Regions from separate parts of the Mus musculus genome. Here regions 1 and 3 are each linked to region 2. Evidence: chromatin contacts called from public HiChIP or PLAC-seq data. All regions are on one chromosome and are shown on one strand. Each heading gives the region's core, a stretch centred on a gene start, on an enhancer-like site or on the middle of the called end of the contact. The rest is flanking DNA. Distances are from core to core; before and after follow the strand shown.

Region 1 (3,974 bases), core at 672-3,171, 460 kb after region 2:
ATGGGATGTATGCATATGCTGGCTGGTAAGTTGATATGTCCAGATACTTGTATTGAATATCTTCATTTGCCTTTTGTCTTGTTCACCTTTTTTTTAATCATAGAAGTGTCATATCACACATTTCTTCCCTCACTAAATTTTCATTATGTCATGTACACAAAAATTATTTCGTCAAAGTTTCAAGTAACACAGAATTCTCAGAAATGAAGACCTATAAAGCTAATAAATTTATTTTTCCTGCCAAAGAGCATAATGCATCAGAAATAGACTGGAGGAAACTAAGTGAGCTCTGTCTACTTGGACTCCCCTTGGTTTCTCTGTGTAACGTTTCTTCCTCCTGGCAATAGGATAGATCCTCTCTCACCTGAGAATCTCATGATGTATTGTGAGACAAGGTATAGCAGAGAACTGTGCAGCTACCTTCCACAAGAAGGCAGAGAATGTGGGAGATATATTTCTAGGTTGTTCTGTTGGCTTTGCTGGAGATCACTTCTGGCTTCTATGAGCCACTTAGGGGAAGACAGGTTCTAGTTTCTGCAGCTTACCTCGGAAGAGAAGAAAGAGAAGCATGAAGGAGAGATGGAAGGATAACAGAAAGAAATTCTTTCCGTTTCCTTCAGTGTGGCAAAGCCTGAAGCTTATGGCATCAATATCTGAGGCCCTCAAATAGTTAAGGATGCTATTAGACTTAGTCCAGTGTCATAAGAATGAACAAACAAATGCTGGGGTTTAATGGTCATTATAAATTACTTTTCGCTACTCATCAGTGGGAACAGTATAGTAAGTACCATAGGGTACGTGGATTAGTACTTACCTGTCAGACAGCCTTTGTGGTAGAGTACTAAAGAGATTCATAAATAGAAGTTGATGATTGTTTTCTACTCGGTCATGAGGAAGAAACAATTCATAGGAAGAAGTGAGATGGTCTCAGGAGATTAATATGGCCCATATGATTAAGCTAGGAAAGGAGAAATCACAATAATAAAAGTTAAGTGGTCAAGTCGTATGCAACATAGTCTCGCCCTTTATTTGTTTCATTAAGATGTTTTCAGCAGTTGAAAACAAAAAAATGGGTAGCAAATATAATTGGCACTATGATACCAGAAGTAACTCTTTGTCCCTTGTGCCTGTCTGCCTGTGATCCTCCTGTAGTGATATAGTAGTATTTTGTTGAGGAGCATGAGTCACAGTAATCAAATATCAGAGAGAAACTTTCTGTAACTACTTATTGACCTTTTAAGCTGTAGTTGAAACTACTATATCCTGAAAGCCCACTAGATATAACATCAGAATCATTTCAGAAAGATTAATTTTCATTGTTTTGGAGCAAATAATGTGTAGTAGCTCTTTTCGCATCTTAATAAAACCAGTAATTAAAGCTGTGATAACCCTGTGTGAGCCTGAAGAATGCCAGCAAGAAACGTTGCTATCTCAAGAGTTATGTAAATATTTACAACACAAATAAAATTTTCTCCCCCTTCATTATTTTGTATTACCTTCCAGATATTATAAAATGCATTAAAAATAAGCAGTATGTACCCTATTAATCTCACAAATTGTGAAAATATGACATTAGAAGAAACTCCACAGAGCCCAGCCACGTGGGCTTAGCATAGTTTTGAAGCAAAAAATGTTTGAAGGCTGTTAGGTTACAACATAAGATCAGCATATAATATTTGTATCCCCATAGAAGACATTTTGCAGCCATTTGTATGCATGCTTTCAGTTTTGAATCTCAGTGTTTTTGAAGTCTTTTCACTTTTGTCCAAAGCACAATGCAGTGCTAAGGAGAGAAAAGAAGCGAGTGTGATCACAGTGTTAGAAGCAGAATCAACTCTTCTATGTCTATTGAGCCTGGATCAGGGCTCCATGCCCTGGGGCAGCAGCCAAGCCACTGTGAGGGTCCTTGGGAGCCCCAGAGCAAAGCAGGGGAGGGGACAAGCGCTTTCAGCTCCTGCTGGGTGCTGGGAGCCTGTTATACTCTTTCAAGAATGTGGAGCATGGTGATCTTCACACGGCAGATTTGATTAATTCTGTTCAATGGAGTCTCTTTTGCCTGTGAGCACCCTGCATTTGTTCCCACAGAATCTTAAAACATTTCTACCCCCACTCCTCCACCTCCCAGCACTGGATATTCAGGTCACCTGCTTCGTGTATAGCCAATTTTCTTCTGTGGATTTTTTTTTTTTTTTTGTGGATAAAGACTCTTTTCATCTTGGCTTCTTATTAATATTGCATTTCACCCATGCCAAGTCCAAAGTGCAATCACTTCCAACGGTAATAGAAGTTTACAGAAAACTTTATTTATACTTTTGTCTACACAGTCCTTGTGTTTCGACCACAGTTTGGAGAGCCAGGAACCATCAGTTTCTTTGTGTTCTTGGGGGTTCAGTCGCAGTGTTGGGAAGTAAATCTAGGATTTTAAATGAGGATGCTATCGGACCCAAATGGCTTAGCTTAAGGATAATAAGGAAGTATTTAGCTGTAATGGTTTGTTTGCTGGCTCAGTGCTGCTGTGTGAAGAGGGGAGAGGACCTGGTTGTTAATTTATGGCTCTCAGTCTTAGAAGAAAAAAAGAATAGAATCAGAATAAGAAGGAAGAGCCTGTAGGCTTAGCAATGCAGAGGTGCAGATATTTCCATGGAAAAGGATCCAAGGGGAGTCTAAACTGAGTTTCATAGACAGAGGCATGATAAGAACAACCTTTGCTGCCTGAATTCTCCATCTTTTACCATATGATTGCAAAACTGGCTTGCAGATGTAAATCGGGATGTTAAGTGGTTACCACTCCTTTTATTGCTGTAGAACAATATTTGACTAAAAATATGTGTAGACATTGTAATGAGAGAAAAGCAAGTCAGTTATGATGAGAAATTTCTAGCCAGACTGCTAACTGTTTAGACAGGTAGCATGTTAGCCAACTGTTGTCTTGGATACCTTGCTGTTAGAGCAGTCACCTCCAGCTGCAAGGCAGAATAGGAAAAAGATTCTACCAACCCTCGGGGATCCTGGATGGAGTAAAGTCTTGGCTCTGAGGAGCACAGAACCTATCCAGAATGATGAAAACCCCCTCCACAGAAACATGATTAGGGGAAAAGAAGTCATTAACTCAGTCAGGTCACAGAGTCAGGCGAGCACAACTTTAATATTATTGCCAATGTCCGTATTCAGAGGAATCCATCTGCCAGTCAGCCTGTGGCCTTGGGGAGTCAACCAATTTCAGTCCTATCTCTGGGTCCAAAGCTAAGCATAGCGTGTTGAGATTTTTTTTTCCCTCTCTTTTCACTGTGTGATAGAAAATTGGTTTTCAGTGTCTTTTGTCGCCCTCTTTAATCGGATCCTCAATGGATTTCGTCTCCCTGAAGCATCAGCCAGGATTATTGTACGCCTTTGTTTCAACTCACCTAAAGAATCTGTTTCCTTTGAAAAGTCATGTACAAGGTTGGCAATTACAGTGCAGGGCCAACCATCATACTTATGCAGAGTCATAGAGAACGTTGGACAATAGACCTCGTGAGCAGTTACCAGGGACCTTGAGGACTAAGCCAGGGGAGAGAGAATACAGTGGGCCTACTTACTAGAGACTGGACAGGCATCAAGATGTATTTCCTACAGTGGGTGAACTTTTGCACTGAAATGATCCATTTTCATCCTCTTCTCCCCAAACTGTACCCAGGCACTATCCTTTCCTGTATTCTTTAGGGACATGAGAAAATACTTGAAGTCATATTCTTTCTACAGACAGTTCCCTTCTTGCATTAGGGCTGTTGAGAAAGACCAGTTCATCAACTATTAAGAAGCAACTGGCTATCTCTGACACACAAAACCTGGCATATTCCTTAATTCATATGGTTTATTCAGTTTGGGGTGTTACTTATATGTTTGCTTATTTATTTCATTTGGTTTGCATACTGCCTGTTGCCTCAGGCTTATAACAAACATGTCAAATCAGTCACAAATAGTACATTCCACAG
Region 2 (3,978 bases), core at 273-2,772:
GGAGGCTGTCATTGTTTCCTATGATAGAGAGCCAAGCTTTATCCTGATAAAGCATTTATGTGATAGAAAAGTCAAGTCGTCAGGTCCCCAGTGTGACTCTACTTGGCACAAGATATGGTGTGGCTTTCTGTGTCTCTGGAAGGCTTGATTTTTAACAGAGTCCACTTATAGACAGTGGCGTACATATAAACATACTGGAGCACTGAAATGATGGTTTGATCAATGGCAGACTGTATATTCCATATAGTTCAGGTGTATCATAGGTTCTACCATTTGAATATGTGTAGTTTGTGTCAATATCCTCTGAATACTTATACTGCAACAATATCATTGGATGATGAATTGTCTCTTAGAATGTGCCCTGTCATTAAGTAATATTTATTTATAGTTATGTGACAAAGCTAAAGTTACTGTGTAAACAAATAGCCATGGTGTTTGGGGAGGTGGGAAAAATGTGTCTCCATTCTCATCCAAGCAAAAACCGAAGAACCATGCAGATGAGTTGTAATTTCTTTTCCCTACACTTTATCCCAGATGGAGTCCTAGCAGGAACATGTAGGGGCCTCATGTGTCTAAGGACAGGTAGGATAGTGGTTATATAAGAACAAGTTTGATTTAAACATTATACATACATGTGTGTGTGTGTATCTGCTCTTGTGTATATACACACACACACATATACACACAAACACATACACATATATATGTATACACACACACATATATATAGTGTTGGTGGCCAAGGTATTTACATATCTGGTAGTACCTCGATCACTGAGCTATATTGCTATCCCTGAACTTGTATTTTTGAGAGTTCTATGTCACGTTAACCTATTAATAAATTGACTTCAGTTAAGATGACTTCTTTTGAATTATTGCTGATCAACATGGTTTGTTTTTCCCCCCTTAGCTCATCCTCATATCCTCATCTTTTTCACGTTCTAATTAATTTTCAACTCTGTTTATCTGCTTGAGCACAGAGAGTCTTAATTGCCTTAGGAGAAGGTAGTGTTAAACCGGAGTAGGTTGGAAGAGTCCAATTTAACTGTCTCCTTTTGAATCAGGTGCTTGGGAATTTGGAACTCTGCAACTTCTTGGCAGCTAACGTGTTTTGAGGATGAATCGTGGCCATGCCAGTGTTTATTGACAGTCTTCATCTGTCTGTGGATATTGGGATCCATGGAGAAGAACACACAGAATCCACAGAGAACAGTATCTACTTAGCAATTTAAACCTCTCCTTCATCCCTCCCTTCAGTTAATACTGGTTCTTCTTCATAGGAAGCAAACTGAGAGCGTTCACTTTTCCTAATCAGGTTTCCATTCCCTGTGACATGAAGGGACAGTTAGGGGAGGGAGGGGGATGATAGAATATAAGGTTGGATAGTCTACACTGCTCAGACAGTGATTGATCCCGATTGGCACTTGTAGGCTCTTGATTTTTCTCCTGTGAGCCAAGAGGAGCTGTTCCCTGTGGCAGCAGGGTAATCCTGGGGTGCCTGGGTTTGGCCAGCCTGCTGGATGGACGGATTCAAATGCAAATAGGGATTGCTGTTTGGTATGCGGGAGGCTTTCAGTAGAAGCCTCAGAAGTTTGGATCCTTTGTGAAATCTGAAGAATCAATCTACTCTGTCCTTGGTGCCCACCGAGCAAACCTCTCTACCGCTTCTTTCTCTGGTACAGAAGATAAACGAAAAAAAATCCCATTATTCAGCTTATGCCATTGTCATGGCAGTCTCCTTTGAGCCTCTTGGCAAAACCCTGCTTGCTTTAGAACCGTACATCATACCGGATCCATTGAGAGCCATTATTTATCTGACAGGATATTTATAAAAGCCAGCATTAGCTGTGGCTCCCAGTCAATATGTTTCTCTCTCGCTGACACACATCACACCAACAGGCTTGAAATATTTAAATACAATAGTCCCTTCAAGAAATCATTAATTTTTCTATCACTGCCACTAGTGATAATTTGACGGAAATGGATTTTGTTGGAAGAGCTGAGCTGTCTACCAGTGGATACTTTCAAGTTCCCCACACTTCAGAGGCATTCCCACACTTCAGTGTAGGGCACAGTGAGGGTCCAGGAAGACCAGAACCCAGCGGTCCAGAGGCAGTGGCACGGCAGCAGCTGGCTTACCCCAGCACCGCCCCACCCACTTCAGTTAGGAAGGCGGTTAAATATCAAGGAGAGAAAAGGAACCGGAGGCCCAGCCACCTCATTAAGGTCCCCATCTCTGCTACTCTGTCTCCTCCCGCCTGCCCCCTGCTTCTCAGCTCCTTCATTCTCCTTTGCCCTCCCCTCTCTTTTATCCATGTTTCCACTCTCTCTGCCTTCTCCTGTGGTGTTAGCTTTTGCTCTTTGATCTTTCTTTTCCCTTATTCACACCCCCTGTGGGGTGTGTGACTGGGTAGAAAATGGAGGACAGTCATAAGTGTCTCCCTCAGTGTCTCTGCTCCCTAGAGGGTTGGGGTCTGGGACAGTGTCTCTGTGTCTGGCTATTGGCTCACCTCTCACTGGGAATCTTCATCCATAATTAATGGAGAGCATTTCTATGACCTCTCACCAGGGAGGACAAGGCTCCAACTGTGAGGTTTCCTGGAGGCAGGAAGGACGTGGAACTTGTTCAGAATATGATACCCTGTGTTCCAGGCATGGTTCCTTAACAGAGGAAAGAGATTCAGCAAGTGTACCCGCAGCAGCAGCAGTGGCCTTTCTATAACCGAAATGGGACAGCTCCTATAGCGAGCAGACAAGAGGCGTGGTTTCTGCTTGTTTGTTTGTTTTTGTTTTGCATATTAGACATGACAAAGCTTGGTTAATTCATGAAAAAACAAAACAAAATTGTCAACCAGCAAACAAAACAACAGCAACAGCAGAAGTCATTTGGGGTGGCATTTTGGAATCTCGGTGATTTCCTCTTATTAAACTTGTGGTTCATGTGGAAATGACACCGCAGGATCATGTGGAAGGTTCCAGATTGTTACCCCAACCCCCCCCCCCCCAGAGCTGTGAATCTGTCTATCCAGATAATGCTAGGACCTAGGCCAGGCTTCTCTCGTTCTACCACTCCAAACAATCACACCTGTCCTAATCCCTTATTGTCTGTCCTGACACAGTGCCAATCAACTCTAGGCAGCTCTGGGTCATAAGAAGAGAGGATAATGCCTCCGAGTTCAAGAATATTACACGATGTTTGGAATTTAGCTGTGGAGAGGGACCAGACTTAGCCATAAACATGTCATGAGAATCATAAAGGTGGGTCTCATCTGGAGGAGAAGTTTCCAGGAAGGAGGTGGTACGAGAGGACTTCTTAGACTGTACGTGGAAATGTGAAAGACAGGTACTGGGGGTTACATGAAGAGGCACCGAATTTAAGTAAGGCATTGGTAATGACCAAGACTAAGCCCTTTCCAGATCACAAGAGAGGACAGGCAATAACCACATCTTCAGCCTGCTCCACACTCTGCTAAGTTGATAGTTAAAACAACTACCACAGAGAGATGGATGATAGATAGATAGATAGATAGATAGATAGATAGATAGATAGATAGATAGGTAAACGATGCATAGGTAGATGATAGATAGATTGATAGATAGATAGGTGATCATAAGGTTCAGCTGGGTGAAGGTGAGAGAGGTTCTAAAATGGAGTATTTAAATTTTTTAAGACCACTCACTTAGAAAAGAGAGAGTACAGAAGGAACATGCTGGAAACAGGGACCTCTGGGAGAATGTGGGTAAGAAATTGATGGTGAGGAAGGTTAAGGAGAAGAATTTGGCAAGTTTCCATATGAAGAATCTGGAGATAAGAGGGATAAAGAAAACGAAATGGAAAAGACCATTCGTTCACAGTTCTGAGCTGTGTCTCTGTGTTAGCTGGGATGTTAGAAGTCACACCGCCAGGCTGGAGGGATGGCTCTGTGGTTATGAGTGCTGAATGCTAGTTGTTCTTGTTCTTGTAAGACTAGGGCTCTG
Region 3 (3,590 bases), core at 168-2,667, 440 kb after region 2:
TGAACACAGCTTCAGGATAATGATGGCATTGGGATTCTTCTCATTAAATTCAAACCACAGGGACCTGGTGCCGAGACTGATAGCTGAGATGCTTTATTTTCTTTTGGTAATTTTTTATTTTTATTTTTATTTTACACATAAGACACTTGATTAGAAGCAAAACGTTTCAAGTTTGTGTTTAATTTTTTAAAAAAAAAGAAATTTTTTCAATGTAAATATTTTAACCCCACTTTGAAGTTTTAATGTACTTTTATATGTTTAAATTTCTTTTTAACTGACAAAGATGAAAGCTGTGTATGTGAATAGGGTGTAAAGTTTCAGCACATGTGCCCATTGTAGAATGCTCAGAGTAAACACTTCTATCTCCTTAAGATGTCATTATTTCTTTATGTAAAAAACACATTCTTTTAGCTTTCTGAAATGGACTTGTACACTCTGTTACAGTCACCGAAAATTTCCGGCTTTGAGCTAACTAAAAGTTAGTACCTGTTGATTGTAATACATTTCAAATTATAATCAGAATAGCTTATAGATCCAAAAAATATGCCCTGTCATCTCCTTCCTTTCTCCAACTATTATAATGGGACTCCCTTCTCAAGCTCTTGCTCTGTGCGTGTCTTCATGCAATTATAAGTATTGCCTAAGATTCAAAGAGGAGTCTTTTTAATTCGATGGAGCAACATGCAAATGAAGACCGAGTCCTTCTACCTAGTTCAGGAAATCACGCTGTGCTGACAAGAATCAGAAAAAGACTGTTTTCTGCAGTCACTATGATCTTTCAACTTCTCAAACTTAGGTGGTGATCTTAAACACCCTTGTATTACAGGTCTTAAGAAATAATTGTGTCTGTTCATGCGGAGCTGTATGTAGCCACGGCTCTCGTGTGCAGAAACTTTCTGACTTTGTAAATATTAGATTTGACAGTGTTGCTAGGAAACACCCGGGGAAGTAAGGAGAATACAAATTATGAAGTATAAACTTTGCTGTTGCAAACAGAGCAGCCCTAAGGCACTTTCCATTGTCAAAACAGCTGTGAATACAACATTTTTTATGCGCGCCTTAAAGTTAAGAAGCAACTCCTTAAAACGAAGTAATTGTTTTCTGTTTCATTTTCCAACTTCTTTTCTCTCTCTGAGAGCGGAGCTGCTTAAAGTCACCGGGACAGTGTCTATTCCCTGGTTCCCTGTTTACTTCTTCTGGATTGGCTAAGCCCCTCTTTAAGAGTATGCTTTGTTCTGGGAAATGCTTTGGATCCATTGAGCAACCCACAGGCTACTGTTAAAAAAAAAAAAAAAAAAAAAGAGCTGAGTAATGTTGGCGCTTTCTCAAGCTGGAGTTTTCTCATGTGGCTGATGCAAACCTGGAGAATTTGCATCATCATGCAGCCCAGTAAGTTGGTGTGACAGGCGGTTGCTTAAATACGGAGCCTTCCACGAGGAAGCTGAGCTGGTGTGTAATGATAGGGCAGCAGCCGCGGCTGCAGCTAACTGACTGCCCCTGGAGCCGGTGCCACACAGGTGCTCCGAGGAGCAAGAGGAGTAATTATAGAGCCAGCGAAGGCTGAAACACACCTCTGAGTTCTCACCTGTGGACACAATAGTGTAGAGCCAGTCGGTGATAGCAAAGGGGAAGTCACGACCGAACAGTGATCAGTCACTTCTTAGAGAAACAAGTTAAAAGGGTTTGTTTTGTTTTGTTTTATTTTGTCTTGTTTTGTTTTTCCCCCTCTGTTTTCTTTTTCATCCCCCTCCTCTGGTGTGACACTGCCATGGTCAGAAAGCCAGTTGTGGCCACCATCTCCAAAGGAGGTTACCTGCAGGGCAATATGAGCGGGAGGCTGCCCTCCATGGGGGACCAAGAGCCACCTGGGCAGGAGAAGGTAGTTCTGAAAAAGAAGATCACTTTGCTGAGGGGGGTCTCCATCATCATCGGCACCGTCATCGGATCAGGCATCTTCATCTCCCCCAAGGGCATACTCCAGAACACGGGCAGCGTGGGCATGTCCCTGGTTTTCTGGTCTGCCTGTGGAGTACTGTCACTTTTTGGTGAGTGCGCTTCTTCTCTGGGGTGTGAGTGTGTGTAGCTGTGTGGCTCTCTGGGAGAGCGAAGGGTTATTTCTGAGGAGTAAATGAATGGGCAAATACTACAGGAAATATTTGGAATTTTTGTTGTTGTTGTTGTTCAGGTATGTGCACTACCCAAACACACTGTCCACTGTTGGCACAAGACTGAACCCTCTCAGATTCCTTCCTGCAGGCTATACTCTGCTTTCCTGCCTGAGACAGACTCTGGCAGCTTTTTTTTTTTTTTTTTCTGGTTTGCTGAGAGAAGGAAAAAAAAAAAAAAAAACAAAAAACAAAAAAACAAAAAACAAAAAAAACCTAACTTTGATGACCCAAAAAACCAAGCCTTCCTTCCGTGCAGAGGGCTTGGGTTTGTGAGTCTTGTTTAGAGCATAGTTCTGGCAGCTGGCTCGCTGGAAGAAACACCTGTGCGGTGCAGCCAGTGTGGCCTATTTACACGCGGAACTGAACGTTCGGAACACTGTCACGGGCCTTTTACTTGCTAAACAAATGGGTGGCATTCTCTGCCTTTTTTAATATTTTAAATTCGTAGGCTTGTCCGTTTCTAATACTATGCTTTCAGAAGTCCTTGGGAAGATATGTGTTTGATGTGTCTCCTCCGTCTCCATAAATGGGGCAAAGGTTTCAACTTTTTTCCCCTTGTTTTTTTTTTTTTTCTTTTTCCTTCTTACTGCCTTTAAGGACATTTCTCATAATTTCTCGTTATTTGTTTGCAAGCTTCACTTGGGTGTCAGTCTTCCCTCCTTGCCTGGATCTGTTTTCTTCATCTGTATTTTACTAGGTCTCTGGGGAAACAGATACTTTCTCTGCCCATTCAATGAAGTTCATCTAACCTGAACTGGTATTACTGTGCTTATTATTTTTTTCTCTTTAAAATGTACGTTTCTCTGATGGGATTGAGGGTTAATATTGCAAAGGAAATAATTGCTCCTTGATCAGGAGGGCAAATCAACATAAAACTCCTTTCAAGTTCATTGTAAAGGCCACAAGAACCTGGGAATGGCCAATTATTTTAAAATTTGACTTATATTACCAGGCAATACTTTGGTTCCAAAGTAGCCTACACTTGGGAGTTACTTTGTTAACCTGGAACCAAGTTCTTCTGGGACCAAGTGCAAACTCTTGTTCCATTCCTTCTTTCATTCCAGGTCTTGTGATACTTTAAATACTGATTGAGGGAAAGTTTCCTGCCTAGAGAACTCACATATCTGTTTTTAGGAAGGGGGCATTTCAAATAATCTTGAAAGCAGTCTTGCTATAGAAAGATCTATGAAGAGATTACTTTACGAACCTAGAGAACTTGGGAACATCATTTGTGTGAATAGATTATGCTTTATGAGATGTTTGGTGACAGCTGTCCCTTTTCTTCATTCTTTACAGTTATTAAAAACTCGAACAGAATCCTTATCATTATTAATATTAAAGTGGTTCTGACATATGCAGGTTCAGATAAGCAAGGAGAAACTCAATTGTTGATCTTAAATGACTGTGTACCCTCAGGCTTCA

What was found. HiChIP or PLAC-seq counts read pairs in DNA pulled down with a chosen protein or histone mark.
Region 1: a contact with region 2 is called in an H3K27ac HiChIP or PLAC-seq map of neural progenitor cells, with 26 times the contacts expected there. The contact joins two enhancer-like sites. A contact is called at or near these places in 3 of 484 Hi-C or Micro-C datasets (bone marrow-derived macrophages, cerebral cortex and stem cell-derived neural progenitor cells), 9 of 115 datasets of contacts at active chromatin or transcription factors (acute myeloid leukemia, astrocytes, embryonic basal ganglia and 5 more) and 1 of 9 other capture datasets (embryonic stem cells).
Region 3: an H3K27ac HiChIP or PLAC-seq map of neural progenitor cells shows a contact between it and region 2, with 16 times the contacts expected there. The contact joins the promoter of Slc7a11 here to the enhancer-like site in region 2. A contact is called at or near these places in 7 of 39 promoter capture datasets (the HPC-7 cell line, cranial neural crest, embryonic stem cells and 4 more), 10 of 484 Hi-C or Micro-C datasets (the BV-2 cell line, astrocytes, bone marrow-derived macrophages and 6 more), 17 of 115 datasets of contacts at active chromatin or transcription factors (the SCID.adh cell line, acute myeloid leukemia, bone marrow-derived dendritic cells and 9 more) and 3 of 9 other capture datasets (embryonic stem cells, macrophages and pancreatic islet).

What each region holds. Positions count from the first base shown.
Region 1 is chr3:50,420,093-50,424,066 of GRCm38.p6, reverse strand. Slc7a11 (solute carrier family 7 (cationic amino acid transporter, y+ system), member 11) reads left to right here. Exons shown (of 12, transcript NM_011990.2): 5 at 1-25. Among named protein-coding and RNA genes, the nearest start is that of Slc7a11, 22 kb to the left of the region's middle. Within about 2 kb of position 1,921, at least 40 of the 459 cell types and tissues checked have an H3K27ac peak or open chromatin away from gene starts, as enhancers often do. A contact at or near this core is called in embryonic basal ganglia, neural progenitor cells, oligodendrocyte precursor cells and 1 more, where this site is marked.
Region 2 is chr3:50,880,120-50,884,097 of GRCm38.p6, reverse strand. Gm37548 (a long non-coding RNA gene) reads left to right here. Exons shown (of 2, transcript XR_003954473.1): 2 at 1-861. Among named protein-coding and RNA genes, the nearest start is that of Gm37548, 6.8 kb to the left of the region's middle. Within about 2 kb of position 1,522, at least 48 of the 459 cell types and tissues checked have an H3K27ac peak or open chromatin away from gene starts, as enhancers often do. A contact at or near this core is called in cerebral cortex, embryonic basal ganglia, forebrain and 5 more, where this site is marked.
Region 3 is chr3:50,441,440-50,445,029 of GRCm38.p6, reverse strand. It overlaps Slc7a11 (solute carrier family 7 (cationic amino acid transporter, y+ system), member 11), which reads left to right and starts at 1,417. Exons shown (of 12, transcript NM_011990.2): 1 at 1,417-2,045. The coding sequence starts at 1,769.